Linked DNA regions of Mus musculus: region 1 is linked to region 2. The links are chromatin contacts, called in public ChIA-PET maps. All regions are on one chromosome and are shown on one strand. The core of a region is the stretch at or near the end of the contact, and the rest is flanking DNA. Distances in the headings are between cores, read along the strand shown.

Region 1 (6,651 bases), core at 1,279-3,778, 170 kb after region 2:
GGATTTGAACTCTGGACCTTCGGAAGAGCAGTCGGGTGCTCTTACCCACTGAGCCATCTCACCAGCCCCCCTCCCAATTCCTTTCACCACTTTTCCTCCTTCATGTGCACAGGCGCTTGTATGCTCGCTCTCTCTCTCCCTCTCTCCCTCTCTCCCTCTCTCTGTCTCCTTCTCTCTGTCTCTCTCTCTCCCTCTCAACCCATTGAAGAGTCCACTTAGTGTTGACTGAATGTATATGAGTGTCGGACCCTCTGCTGTACTGTGGGTAGGTTTTTCAGGAGCTGCATCACTGAAGAAAACATAAATCTCTCTCCCCAGCAGTCACCGGTTGCTAATAACATCTCAGACTTGGGTGGGACATCACAAACCCTTCCCCCATCAATATATCTGTGAGTTCCTGTGGGCAGTGGCCTGGTGGCGTCCAGTAGATGATGCTCCGCAGTGGTAGACAGCGGCGCCACTGCTCTCGGACATTTCTTTCTTCTTCTTTTTTTTTTTTTAACTTTTATTTATTATTTTATAAATAAGTACACTGTAGCTGTTTTCAGACACACCAGAAGAGGGCTTCAGATCTCATTATGGATGGTTGTGAGCCACCATGTGGTTGCTGGGAATTGAACTCAGGACCTCTGGAAGAGCAGCCAGTGCTCTAAACCGCGGAGCCATCTCTCCAGTCCCTCGGACGTTTCTTTTTAAGAAGTAACATGGCTGGGGATGTAGCTCAATGACAGGCTGTCTGCCTAGCATGTGCAAGGTTCTGGGATCCATCACCAGCATCATAGCATATATTAAAATAAAAGGACTTAGCTAGGCTTGGCAGCACCTGCCTGTAATCCCAGCACCGTGAGTATCAGGCAGGTCTGTGAGTTCAAGGCCATCTGTGTGGATGGAGTCCCCATCTCAATAAACAAACAAACATAGCAATAAAATACACACATCATAAAATCTGTCCCAACCGTATACAAGCATATAGCTTACAGGCTGCTCACATTTTGTGCAACCATCAGCATTCGTTCGTACGACTTTCCATTTTCCAAACAAAAGCTCTGCGCCTATTCAACAGTAGTACTCCATTTCCCTTCCTAAGTAGGTGGGCTGCAGTACTTGTCTAGTTAGTTAGCTAGTTAGTTAGTTTTGTTTTAGACAGGGTTTCTCTGTGTAGCCCTGGCTGTCCTCGAACTCACTTTATAGACCAGGCTAGCCATGAACTCAGAAATCTGCCTGCCTCTGCCTCCCAAGTGCTGGGATTAAAGGTATATGACACCATGCCTGGCAAACGTTTCTCTTTAAGTTCTTCTGGGTAGACTTGCTAAGGGGTACAATGGTAATTCTATGTTTTAAGTTTTATTTGAATAAAATGAAATCAGTATTTTAGCTTTCTGAGACAGCGTTTGGTTTTGTATCTCAGGTATCATGATCAGAACTCACTATCCTGCCTCCAATTTCCTCGTCTGATAATTGTATATTTATTTATTTAGAGATGACATTTCGCTATGTAATCCTTGCTGGCCTGGAACGCTGTTGACGAGACTGGCCTCGGACCCTCAGAGATCTCCCCGCCTCTGCCTTTGGAGTGTTGGGAATGAAGGCGAGCTCCACTCCACCCAGTGGTCGTCTTGCTTTCTACATTTGAGCACCGCATTTACTGTTCCCCATAGAAGCTGAGTCATTTTAAATCCCCACAAAAAAAACGCAAGAAAAACGTGTACTTTTTCATAACCTGGACAGTGCACGTTACTGTTTTGTTTGTATAACCTTTTAGTGAGCACAGGGATCTTTTAGAAGTGACAGTTAAATGTCACCTCTTCAAATAGGCTTCACAGGTCACCTTACTTACCGTGGAGGTGAGTCTCAGGCATTATTTTCCATCGAGGAGCTTTTCTAGGTTGCGCGGTATCAAACTGTCTGGACCATGATAGACAGTGTCTTTTGTTGGCTACAGGATCCCCAGCATTTATCAGAATGTTCGACACACAGTAGGTCCTCAATAAATGATTGACTAATGGCATTTTTCTCTTTTACCAAGTTTCAAGTCCTTCTCCAATCTGCCCACTTACTCCTGCATGGCTCAGAACCCTCAACCTGGTCCTCCCCGCAGCGTACACCCAGGAAGGTCAGGACTGGAGCCAGCAAGTGATAACTGGATTCTAGAGTTTTACAGAATGTCACCAGAAAGCCGGAGGTTGGCCTGAGGCCTGTTCAGCATCTCGGCCCGCCCCATTTCTCGATTCTTTGTGCCTCTTTTCATAGCCCCGCCCCCGTGGCAATCTCGTGGGTCCTTGCTATTGGTTCTTTTCTAGATGCTGTCAAACGATTGGCCACAACACCTCCCACGCCTCCATAGCAGCCACAACAACCGCCACGTGCTCTACCGTGGGACTTCCCCATTGGCTAGCCGCCTCGGATACACCTGGCCGTCCCGCTTCCTCTTCCCATTGGCTTTCCAGTCCCCAGGCTCGGCTCCTCGGACGCTGATTGGCCCCCAGAGAGCGAGGCGGGGCTTGGGGGCGGGTAAAGAGAGCGGGTTTGCCAGCGCGCGCGCTAAGGATTTTTCGATGGCTGGGCAGAGGCTGGCGGCGGGCTTCCTGCAGGTGCCCGCGGTGACACGCGCCTACACCGCGGCCTGCGTCCTCACCACGGCCGCAGTGGTGAGCGGGCCGGGCGGGCGTGGCGGCACCATGGTTACAGTCCCCGGTGGGTTAGGGATGTCGCCTGCTTCCCGGGGCTTACACTGCCTCCTGTCCCACAGCAGCTGGAGCTCCTCAGCCCCTTCCAGCTCTACTTCAACCCGCACCTGGTGTTCCGGAAGTTCCAGGTGAGGCGGCCTTGACCCAGGCGCCTGGCAGCCAGGACCCTGCCCTCCATCCCCGCGCCTCACCGCCACCCCCACCTCTTTGCAGGTCTGGAGGCTCATCACCACCTTCCTCTTCTTCGGGCCCCTGGGATTCGGCTTCTTTTTCAACATGCTCTTCGTGTATCCTGGGCCACCTTGGCGGGGGCTGGGGGTGGAGTGAGCCCGGGATGGGGGTTATGCTGGGGTGGTGACGGGGGAAACTGAGGCCCAGTCGACGTGGCACTTCCTATGCCAGTGTTGCAGGTTCCGCTACTGCCGCATGCTGGAGGAGGGTTCTTTCCGTGGCCGCAAGGCTGACTTCGTTTTCATGTTTCTCTTCGGTGGTGTTCTTATGACTGTATCCTTCTGTATGTTCAGTATTATTGGACCAAAGAGTCGCCTTCTTATCTGTCGTGACCCAGACTAGGAGGGACAGGCATTCGGAGCCTGGCAGCCATTTAGCTTAGGTGCCCCAGCTAGTTCTTCAGTGTCCCTGAACAGCACAACAGGGAGATATAGGGCAGTCTGGTAGACTACCAAGGCTCTGAAACATGGATGCAAGAGCCAGAAGGAGCAGGCACGGGAACTGATGGGGCCTGGGTACCTGGAAATCACAGAAAGGGGTTCTCAAATCTCTGGAATACACCAGGGATATGAGGGAACCCGTGGAAAGGGTCAGAGGCACTGTGGGCAGCAGACTGCTCCAGGAAGCCTTGACTCTTGGTCCAGCTGCTGGGATTCCTGGGCAGCCTGTTTTTCCTGGGACAGGCCCTCATGGCCATGCTGGTCTATGTATGGAGCCGTCGCAGCCCTCACGTGAGGGTCAACTTCTTCGGCTTACTCAACTTCCAGGCACCATTCCTGCCCTGGGCCCTCATGGGCTTCTCGCTGCTGCTGGGCAACTCGGTTGTCACAGACCTGTTAGGTGAGCTGGCCCACCGTTGCCACTCACCCCCAGGCCTGCTGCTCCCAGGGAGCCAGCTCATACATCCCTTCCCCGGCTCCTCCCAACCCCTCATCTTCTCCTAACTTCTTGTTCGTTATTAATGCCCCTCAAGCAATCCAGCTGGACCACAGGATTTGCATCTGCAGTTGACCTTCTGAACTGAGTTGGTCTGCCTGGGGGTGGTTACAGTTTCTGCTTCCTGGCTCCTACTCCCCCAGTGTTCTCAAGCTCCTAGTTCCTCCCCTCGTCCGCTTATGGGCCCCTTTAAGCCTGTCTTTCAAGGCCAGTTCTGATCTTATTCTGCCAGATAGCAGGGTACTTGGGCTCTGGAACCTGGGGTTACCCTGGGCTGTGAAAGATGGCTTCTGGCAGCCTTTGGCTCTCTCACAGGGATCCTTGTGGGCCACATCTACTACTTCCTAGAAGACGTCTTTCCCAACCAGCCCGGAGGCAAGAGACTGCTGCTGACCCCCAGCGTGTTGTGAGTGTTGGACATCGGTTCCCCCACGGCCCCTTCCGTGCCAATCTACCTACTCCACAGGGAGGGGGATGACCTGTGTTTGCTGCAGTGCTCAGTGTAACTGTCCCCTCCCCACAGGAAGCTGCTACTAGATGACCCTCAGGAAGACCCCGATTACCTGCCCCTTCCCGAAGAGCAGCCAGAGCTCTAACTGCAGCTCCTGGAGCAGGAAGCCCACTCTGACAGCACTCTATCCTTCCCTCCACCTCAGCTCCAGCTGAGCAGCCCACCTCGGCCAGCAACACCCTCCACTTCCCTGTACCATCTCTGCTCAGCGGTAATGACAGGACACAGGGCCCAGAGAGGTCCCGGACTGCCTGCAGATGCTGAGCAGAGTTCTGAACTAGGTACCCACAGGCCTCACCTTCACATTGCCTATGCCTCCATGGAGACCTCAGCCCAGTCAACAGGAATCCCACCGTGGTGCCTCTGGGCTGATGCCACCCCCTAGCCTGTCTTCATTTAAAGCAAGCAAGTCTTCACCTTCTCCAGCTGGTGACACACAGGTCCCATGGTCTCAGGTGCAGAGGACAAGCCTGACCCTCTGCCATGCTAGTGAGCCCAGGGCCTTGAGCTCTATTTAAGCAGCAGCCGTGTACAGTGGAGGTAGATCTGGGACATTCCTTCCATTTGCCTTGTAGCGGAAGGCCTGTGCAGGCCTTCCTACCTAGCTTTCTTTGTTGCTCTACATGTGCCCCACGGGGTTCACTCAGTACGGGATTTCCCCAAATCTGGCCTGTTATTTCTATGGCATCAAAAATGTTTTCTACTGAGTCTGACTCAATATGTTAGTGAAACCTGGTGGGCCACTGCTGTGGAGAGGAGGGAGGGTTTTAAGACTGGTAGATTCTGAGGGGTAGATGGGGTGGAGGAGAGTACTCCCTAGTGGACCCACTGAGTAAGGGTAGCAGAGTGGAGCTGGGGTGCCAGCGTCACTGTCTTCAGTCACAGCCTGCATGCCCAAATTGCCAAGCAGATGCAGACCCATGTCTATTCTACACCACAAACCACGGACAAAGGAATGAGCTCACCCTAAGCACAGAGGCTCTACCTCCTCTCTACCTCTCTACACACTGCTAACTCAAAAGGATGGCACATGGCAGGCATGCTATTTCCATTCCCCACAACAGCCTGGGGAAGGAGAAGTTGGCCCAGCCACAGTTGAGATAGACTCAGTTAACGCTTTGGGGGCTGCTAGAACTTTGGCACAGACTTCTGCTTGCATATTCATTATGTCTTGTCCAGGTGCTGCCCACACATGACTAAGTCCTCTAGAAGGGATTCATTCTAGAGCAGCACAGTCCCTCCAGGTGGCAGCAGCCTGTCTGGATGCATCAGGACTAAGGCCAGCAGAGGAGCTGACACACTGTCAACCTCTACAAGGACTTGCTGAGCACAGAGAGCCCCTGGGAAGCTGGAAGGCACAAGAAAGAACAGTGACTGGGCTCTGCTCTAGGGGCCCTGTGGCCTGGCTATGCAGACTCAGAACCAGAGGGCAGAAGGGCAAGGACTGACACAGCCACCTGGCCACATACCCTTCCATCCACACCGGTTCTAGCTCAGGCTGGACTCCTGGCTCTCAGTTTTATGCTACTGCACAGAAATTGAACATGGTACTTTTTATTTAAAAAGTGTTACCAGCCCTGCCTGGGCTCCTATACAAAAACAAAACACAACCCAAAATGAGGCTGCTTCCGACTCTAGACTCTGGGGGACAGTGTTGGGGTTTAGCAAATGGAATGTGTGCTGAAGGGAGGCACCTAGGAGGCTCCTACCCCAGTCCTCAGGATGGCACCAGCTGTCCCTTTGCCTTTCTCTTTCCACAGAGGAAGGAAAGGCAGTCTGAGATGCTCCGTAGAGGTCGAGCATGGATGTCTTCATCACCAGGCTGGGGCAGTGTTGGCAAGACGCCTCATTCGCCTGAAGTAGGGGAACAGGTTGTCAGTTGGGGCTGGTCATAGCTCGGGGTGTCTTGTCTTCCTCTTGGCTATGTTTTTTTCCTAGAGGAGCTAGGTGTGGGGCCAATCTAGCAGGAATAGTCTCCAGCCTTTCTTGACCCTGCCAGTTGGTTGCATGGACACTACTTATCTTTCTAGAAACCCTGAAACCTGCTAGGAGAAAAGGCAGACATGGCCTGAGGACTTGTCTTTGTTCTCTTTGAGAAAATGTACCCTGGGGCCTCATCTCCACTGAAACTGCCTCTTGAAACTAGGTTCCTGGGAAGAAGATACTCCTGCCTCTGCCAGGAAAGATAGGTGCCTGTACTGTGTATATACCTTGTGTTCCTATCTTGATCCCGGATCTTTTTCTCCATCTCGGCATCAGTCAGTGTCTCCAGCAGGGGGCACCACT
Region 2 (6,845 bases), core at 2,423-4,922:
ACAGCCTTTCAGCCTCCCTGTGTATTGAGTGCCTGTGCTGGCATCCTGGCTGACATCTCCCAGTGCTGCTTGGGAGAAGGAATGGGTCGTTTTCATATGTAGCATGAAACACAGAAACAATGTCAAGTCACCCCCTCCGAGTCACTTGGTTAGGAAGTTCTGGTCCCCAATTCTTTCTCCATGCCTTAAATCCAACATCATAGGAATATTTCCACTTCCCCATACCATCTCTGGCAAGTTTGCAGGCAAAAGCTAAAGACCACAGCAGTTCAGATATGGCAAACAGGTGCAACAGCCTAGTTCTCAGACATAGTAAAAAAAAACACAGCTTAAGCAACCCGGGGACTGTATCCTAGAAATCTGCCTCCCCAGGGGTGGAAGGAGCCCAGGGAACACAGGGCAGCCCTGCAGGGCAGTATGCACCCCAGATACTGAGGCCAAACCTCTCCCTTCCTCCAGGTCAGGAGATGTCAAGTTTGCCCTCTACCTGCAGGAGCTGGACAAATAAAGCTCTGCAAAAGGTCCTCTCGGTTCTCGGAACAAGTCTTCCCTCACGGGGAGGGACTACCTCACCTCAGTGTGTCTACCTGGAGGATAATTGTGTCCCTACTGTTATAAGGCCACCCAATGAAGCAATAAGGGGTTTCTGTATGGTCGGCTATAACAAAGTTGAGTTCACATTTAAAAGGATTGTATTGGAGCCGTAGAAAGTGACCCGAGTAGAGATCTACAGCACAGGCTGAGGGAAAAGGGAAGCCAGACACTGCATTTAGTACACTGGCATCCAGGATGAAAGGAAAAGTCCAACAGGCAAATCCTCCTAGACTTTTCTAAATGTACACACCACTTGTGTGTAAAAAGGCTTTGTTTCCTTGTACAGTCTAGAAAGATAAATAACAACTTCTTAAAGGAGGTGATGCTTAGATGAGAGGCAATGCAGGCACTTCTCCACTCTGTTCTTGTCAGGACAAGGCCCTGCACAGCACTTGATATCTGCCCTGTTAGCAGTGGGCTGGGACCTCTAAGGACACTTCTCACACATACTCTCTGCTTCTGGGCTCAAGCCTATCCCTATGATGTCACATCTAAACTACTGAAGAAAAAAATAAATTTAAAAAAATAATAAAGGAAAACATAATGCCCACCCAGGAGCTTGCAAAAGCACAGCTTCTGTCTGCAGGTCCCTGGTACGTCCTTTTAACAAGCTCCACGCCTACCCAAAAGACCCAGCCAAGTATGGAGCCCCTATTCTCACTTATCTATAGAGTTCATACAGTCTGCACACTGAGGAAGAAAAACATGGGGACCAAACTGCTTTGAGTCTAGAAGCCAGAGACGAGCTACTAAGCTGAGGGCGAGGTGCCCGAGCACAGATGAGGACAGCAGCAGTGCCTTGAGGCCTCACACAACAGCAGGGAAGCCCAGGGTCGTGCTGCCCCTCAAGTGTGCAAACTCTGAGCCTTTATGCTCCAGAACTCACAGTGAGCACAGCTGACCATTACCTGCCAAGAGAATACCCCTGAAAGGCACAGAGGATTCAGAGAGTCCCAGGGCAAGGGAGGTCGCTCCCAAGTAGCTTTGGAAACGTAGCTTTCTAAAATGCATGCTGCAAAGGTGAAAGGTGTGTGTTACAGAATCCTACAACCGACAGAAAGCTGAGCTCTCCAAGAGTCAACTTCAGCTCTGCTCACAAAGAAGAGCACATTCTTGAACTGTCAAGTTCTAGTGACACAAGATTCAGGAGGCATTTTCACGACTAATTTTTTCATAAGGCCCAATGACATCTTTTATTCACTATTGATTACAGTAACTCAGTCCTCATTAAGTGGGTTCACTTCATGACTCTCTCGGAGCCGAGGTTCTCAAACAGTAGCCTTGTGTTCAGGGCAGACTGTTAAGGATGCAGCTCAGATATAAAACTGGCAACCTCTAGTGGAGAAGTCTACTGCTGCATTCTTCCTCAGCTTTTGCAGTATCATCTGCCAAGTTCAGAGGCTCTGCAGGCCAGTGTCTTACTCTGCAGGGTCCTAGAGGCAGTAGGGACCTCAGCACACTGTCAGCTCCCCATCAAGGCAACAACGCTTCAGAGGAGGGCAGTGGCGAGTGCAGAGGGTCTCTTCCAGCCACCCAGCAGTGTCAACAGTGTCGGCAGTGCCATCATCTTGCCTGGGGTTTTCATCACAGATGATCAGTGCAAAACCTGAAACCAAGTACTATCTACCTGACTGGTCAGCTCCTTCAACCTTCTTCCTCAGAGATCTTCCTGAGCTCCAACCTCTTACTGCCCCGCTGGCCTGCATGGTGTGGGGATGTAGCTCTACAGCAGTCTGTGCTCACCAGGTCTGATCTCTAGCAGCCTCCACCTGCTGCTAAGAAATCCGAAAGCATGTCGGAGCGATCCCTTCACTTGCATCTGAAGGAACCAGTGATGCTCTACAGAGCAGAGCTGTAGGTCAGACCTGCATCCTGCCGAGAGGAACACCACACATGGCAACTGAAAACCCTAATGCCAGGCCAAGCATATTACCGCGGCCCCCACGTCCTTCTCTGGAAACAGGGAATCGGTGCCTACTTCAGATGGTCTTATCCCTTCTTCACTACTCAACTCCGTTCAAACTGATGACCAGTCAGGCAGGTCATAAGAGTCTACCTCTGAAATTGTTGTCAATGGACTAGGTGCCCAACGACCAAGAAACAACAACATTCCTGCAGGAAAACAGTTCACATGTCCCAGAGAGCTGGTGTGTCAGAACAAAGAGCAGCAGGGACCTAGGCCAGCCTATTTAGACAGACAATGGCAGGCCCTCTGTAGCACCCTCCTCACCTGCTGCACAAGCTCCGGGGGCAGCTCACTTCTCCACTGCTTCAGCTGACGGGATGCGAAAGAGTGTAAGGCATAGGACATGGTACCATACTCAATCCACAAGGACAAATTAGAGCTGTCAATCTCAAGGGCCCTCCGGAAGCAGTTGAGAACAGGTGTGGCATGTTTCCAGATGGGCCCATCACTCTTCAGCTCATTTGAGTTCAGCTTGTCCTGAATTCGGCTGGCCCGGGCCAGAGCCATTCCCGCCCAGGAGTCAAACCTAGGGTAGTGAGAAAAGCAACAGCTACCAACATTGCTGACCTGAAGGATGGACGGCAGACACTACAGCTTGACAGAGAGTCCGGCAGATACTACAGCCTGACAGACAGTCGGCAGACACTATGGAAGCAGAGCTAATGCTGCCCCTCCTATACACCATCAGTTCAGCCCACCACACCTTAAAACTGGCGTGCGGAACTCTCTGATCACCCCAGGAGATGGCAAAGGCAGAAGCAGCCAGGGAAACCCAGAGGTGCTTTTACTACCCTCCAACACGCTCGCGTGACACCGTGCAAGAGAGAAGCAGGAAAGACACCAAAGACACGCTGGTGCAGAGGACAGCAAGCATGGGAGAGCTTTCTCAGAGGAGCCTTTCTTCCTCAGTGGCCTGGGAGTTCTTCCCAGCTCAGCTCGGGTTACTCTGGAGAAGGGGACAGGGAGAAGGGCTAAAGGGGAAGATTCTTCTTTACCAGGGCCAACTTTACAACAGGGACTTCTTTTCAATAGCTACCAGTTCTAGGAGAAGCTGCCCTCACTTTGAGGAAAGGAGACATGTGACTGTGCCTATGTGTCTACATAAGAACCACATCCTCCATACACAGCAACCACAGCAGAAAAGCATCACTGTGAAAGCTAAGAAGCAGGCTGGAGGGCTGGCAAGATGGCTCAGTGGGTAAGAGCACTGACTGCTCTTCCAGAGGTCCATAGTTCAATTCCTAGCAACCACATGGTGGCTCACAACCATCTATAATGAGATCTGACTCCCTCTTCTGGTGCACAGTGTATTTATGTATAATAATAAATGACTCTTTGGGCTGGAACAAGCAGGGACTGAGTGAACAGGGCTGACTGGAGCAAGTCGGGTTGACTGGAGCAAGTTGAGAACCTAAAATAAAATTCAATCCCCAACAACCACATGAAGGTTCAAAACCATCTGTACAGCTACCGTGTACTCATATACATACATACATACATACATACATCTTAAAAAAAAAAAGCAGCAGGCTGGAGAGATGCTCAGCAATGAGGAGCACTGACTGCTCTTTCGGAGAGCCTGGACTTGGTTCACAGCACCCACACAGCAGCCTAGAGTCATCAGTAATTCCATTTCCAGGGATCTGATTCTCTCTTTCGGCTCTACATGTACCAGGCACGCACATGATGCACAGATATACTTACAGGCAAAGCACCCATATACATTAAGAACAAACAAACAAATAACAACAAAAAACGCACAGGGGAAAAACTACTGAGAGTGACCCCTCCTAATGTAAGTGTCAAATCCAGGTGCATCTGCACACAACCCATATTCTAGGAGTACAGGCCTGCAGGGCAACCTGTGGCTCAGTAACAATGTGACCCCAGGAGGAGGAAGTACCCATAGTCCATATTCTCTGCTCTTATGCAGAGCAGGTTTAGTCCTGGTACTGGGCTCAGAGCTGTTTCCAGAGCAGAAGTGCTGAGCCAACTAGGTATTAGCCCCACCTCCATCCCAAAACACCTATCTAATTTGGTACCACTTGCAGTTCAGCCAAAAGCAGGAAAGTGAAGGAAAGCTGCAAGATCCTCAAAGGACCTCTAACAGTGCAGCGAGGGCCCTGCTGTTCACCCTACCATCTATCATGGGTGTCAACCCTATCAGAAGGCTTAGAGGAAGAGGAAGACGAAGGAAGGAAGAAAAAAAGAAAGAACGAACGAACAAACCAACTTTATATTTTAGCTAGTACCAAGGAACTGATGGAGCCCAAGTCTCTACTGGTATCTGCCTGTAAAGCTCAGAATAAAGGCGGCTCTGGAATGAGACCTAGCACCAAGCTGACAAAAGCCTTTCTACACTGGGACCCATCCTCAGAGGAGATATTCCAGTACCCTGAGGGCTGGATCTACTAGACAAACATCCTCTAAACAGGTGAGAGCAGTTGTTCTCAACCTGTGGGTCGTGACCCCTTTGGGGGTTGCATTATCAGATATCTTGCATATTAGATTATTTATATTACAATTCAAAAACAAAACAGTAGCAAAATTATAGTTATGAAGTAGTACTGAAATAACTTTATGATTGGAGTCACCACAACATGAGGAACTGTATTAAAGGCTTGCTGCCTTAGGAGGGCTGAGGGCCACTAGACTAAAGGGAGGTCTAGTTGCACCTTTAGGACTCTGACTCCATTGACTGTGGACCAGGAGCCGACCATGCCACAGTGGCAGGTTTCGTTATTCTCCCTTTTCAAATGGGGAAGCAGGTGATCCACAATGTCATACTGCACAAGCTCAGCCAGTGTAAGTACTGGTCTATACCATCTCATCTGATGGAGCCACCTCAAAGACAACCAGTGTAAGTACTGGTCTATACCATCTCATCTGATGGAGCCACCTCAAAGACAACCAGTGTAAGTACTGGTCTATACCATCTCATCTGATGGAGCCACCTCAAAGACAACCAGTGTAAGTACTGGTCTATACCATCTCAACTGATGGAGCCACCTCAAAGACAACCAGTGTAAGTACTGGTCTATACCATCTCATCTGATGGAGCCACCTCAAAGACAACCAGTGTAAGTACTGGTCTATACCATCTCATCTGATGGAGCCACCTCAAAGACAACTAGTGTAAGTACTGGTCTATACCATCTCATCTGATGGAGCCACCTCAAAGACAAGCAGGGCTTTAAGTACATGGCTCCCTGCCAGGAGAAAAACACAAGCTGAACAAAAGGGGCCTCTGAGGACCTTTCATACAGGTGATGTCTTACAAACTTGATCCCTATTCAGATCCCGGCCCCTTCTTCCCTTGCCCCAGGTAGAATTGTAGAAAGGTTATTTCTGTCATTTCCTGAGGCAGGGCAGCTATGTGATCCCCCATGTTCAAGGGCAGCCACAGTGGTAGCCCTAAGTACTTCTGGAGAGTTTGTCTGCAGTGTTATACCTTCAGACATAGGCTGGCTACAGGGGTAACCTCATTTTGACCACACCCAGAGCCTACTTTAGTGATAGTCCTTTCAGTCAAGTATTCCGAGTTTCGGGAGCATAGCTGAGCCCTTCAGAATGCTGAGATCTGAAAGTCAGTCCATTTTAGAAGGAGGCTCAACAGTGGTCTGCAGAGGAAGCACAGAGCACAACAGGGCACCAGGACAAACCTCACTGCCAATGATGTCATTACAGCATGGGAAATAACCTCAGGCTCCAGAATTTCCAGTACGACTCTTCTGCTATGTAGTTTACATGTGTGGTTCGCAAGTATGTATGCATGTATTGCAGCATGTGTGTGCCTGGGGCTCATGGAGACCAGAAAAAGGTGTTAGATCCTACAAAGTAAATTACAGTGGCCATGTGGGTTCTCTTAACCGCTGAGCCATCTCACACCCCAAGTACTCCCTCTTAACCCCCAAAAGCAATCCTATTAAAGAGTATTTACCCAAAACACACATTAGTTGTCGTGATTCCTGCTACCAGGAAAAGAAGCAACACAAAACCAACAATATGATCCTTGTCCTGTGCATCCGAACCCAAAAGATCATCTTCTCCCTTTACTGACACCAAATGATCCCAGAGGACTTCAGAAAAGAAGCCTCTCTCTCACTCAAGAACGCTAAATCATTTTGCCATTTTCCCCTTATCTTGCTGCAGACAAGGAAACTTAACCTGGCTCACTGAACTGGCTGAGCTAGCTCGAGTCAGAAGGCCTCCTGCAGCAGCACAGCTCTTCAGCACACCGCCCACCTGTTAGGGCAGATGCAGATGTCATGCATGTAGAACTTGA

Evidence for each region. ChIA-PET counts read pairs in DNA pulled down with a chosen protein or histone mark.
Region 1: an RNA polymerase II ChIA-PET map of effector CD8 T cells shows a contact between it and region 2, with 9 read pairs. The contact joins the promoter of Derl3 here to the enhancer-like site in region 2. A contact is called at or near these places in 3 of 39 promoter capture datasets (cranial neural crest, embryonic stem cells and macrophages), 10 of 484 Hi-C or Micro-C datasets (cortical neurons, embryonic stem cells, epiblasts and 3 more), 2 of 115 datasets of contacts at active chromatin or transcription factors (effector CD8 T cells and embryonic stem cells) and 3 of 9 other capture datasets (adipose tissue, liver and pancreatic islet).

What each region holds. Positions count from the first base shown.
Region 1 is chr10:75,890,870-75,897,520 of GRCm38.p6, forward strand. Derl3 (Der1-like domain family, member 3) reads left to right here and starts at 2,529. Exons shown (of 7, transcript NM_024440.2): 1 at 2,529-2,648; 2 at 2,750-2,815; 3 at 2,901-2,974; 4 at 3,098-3,191; 5 at 3,563-3,758; 6 at 4,170-4,260; 7 at 4,378-5,072. The coding sequence starts at 2,556. The coding sequence ends at 4,450. It overlaps Smarcb1 (SWI/SNF related, matrix associated, actin dependent regulator of chromatin, subfamily b, member 1), which reads right to left. Exons shown (of 9, transcript NM_011418.2): 8 at 6,576-6,651; 9 at 5,900-6,219. The coding sequence ends at 6,180.
Region 2 is chr10:75,718,454-75,725,298 of GRCm38.p6, forward strand. It overlaps Cabin1 (calcineurin binding protein 1), which reads right to left. Exons shown (of 37, transcript NM_172549.3): 22 at 6,806-6,845; 23 at 2,825-3,086. Among named protein-coding and RNA genes, the nearest start is that of Gm40696, 25 kb to the left of the region's middle. Within about 2 kb of position 3,673, at least 8 of the 459 cell types and tissues checked have an H3K27ac peak or open chromatin away from gene starts, as enhancers often do. A contact at or near this core is called in effector CD8 T cells, where this site is marked.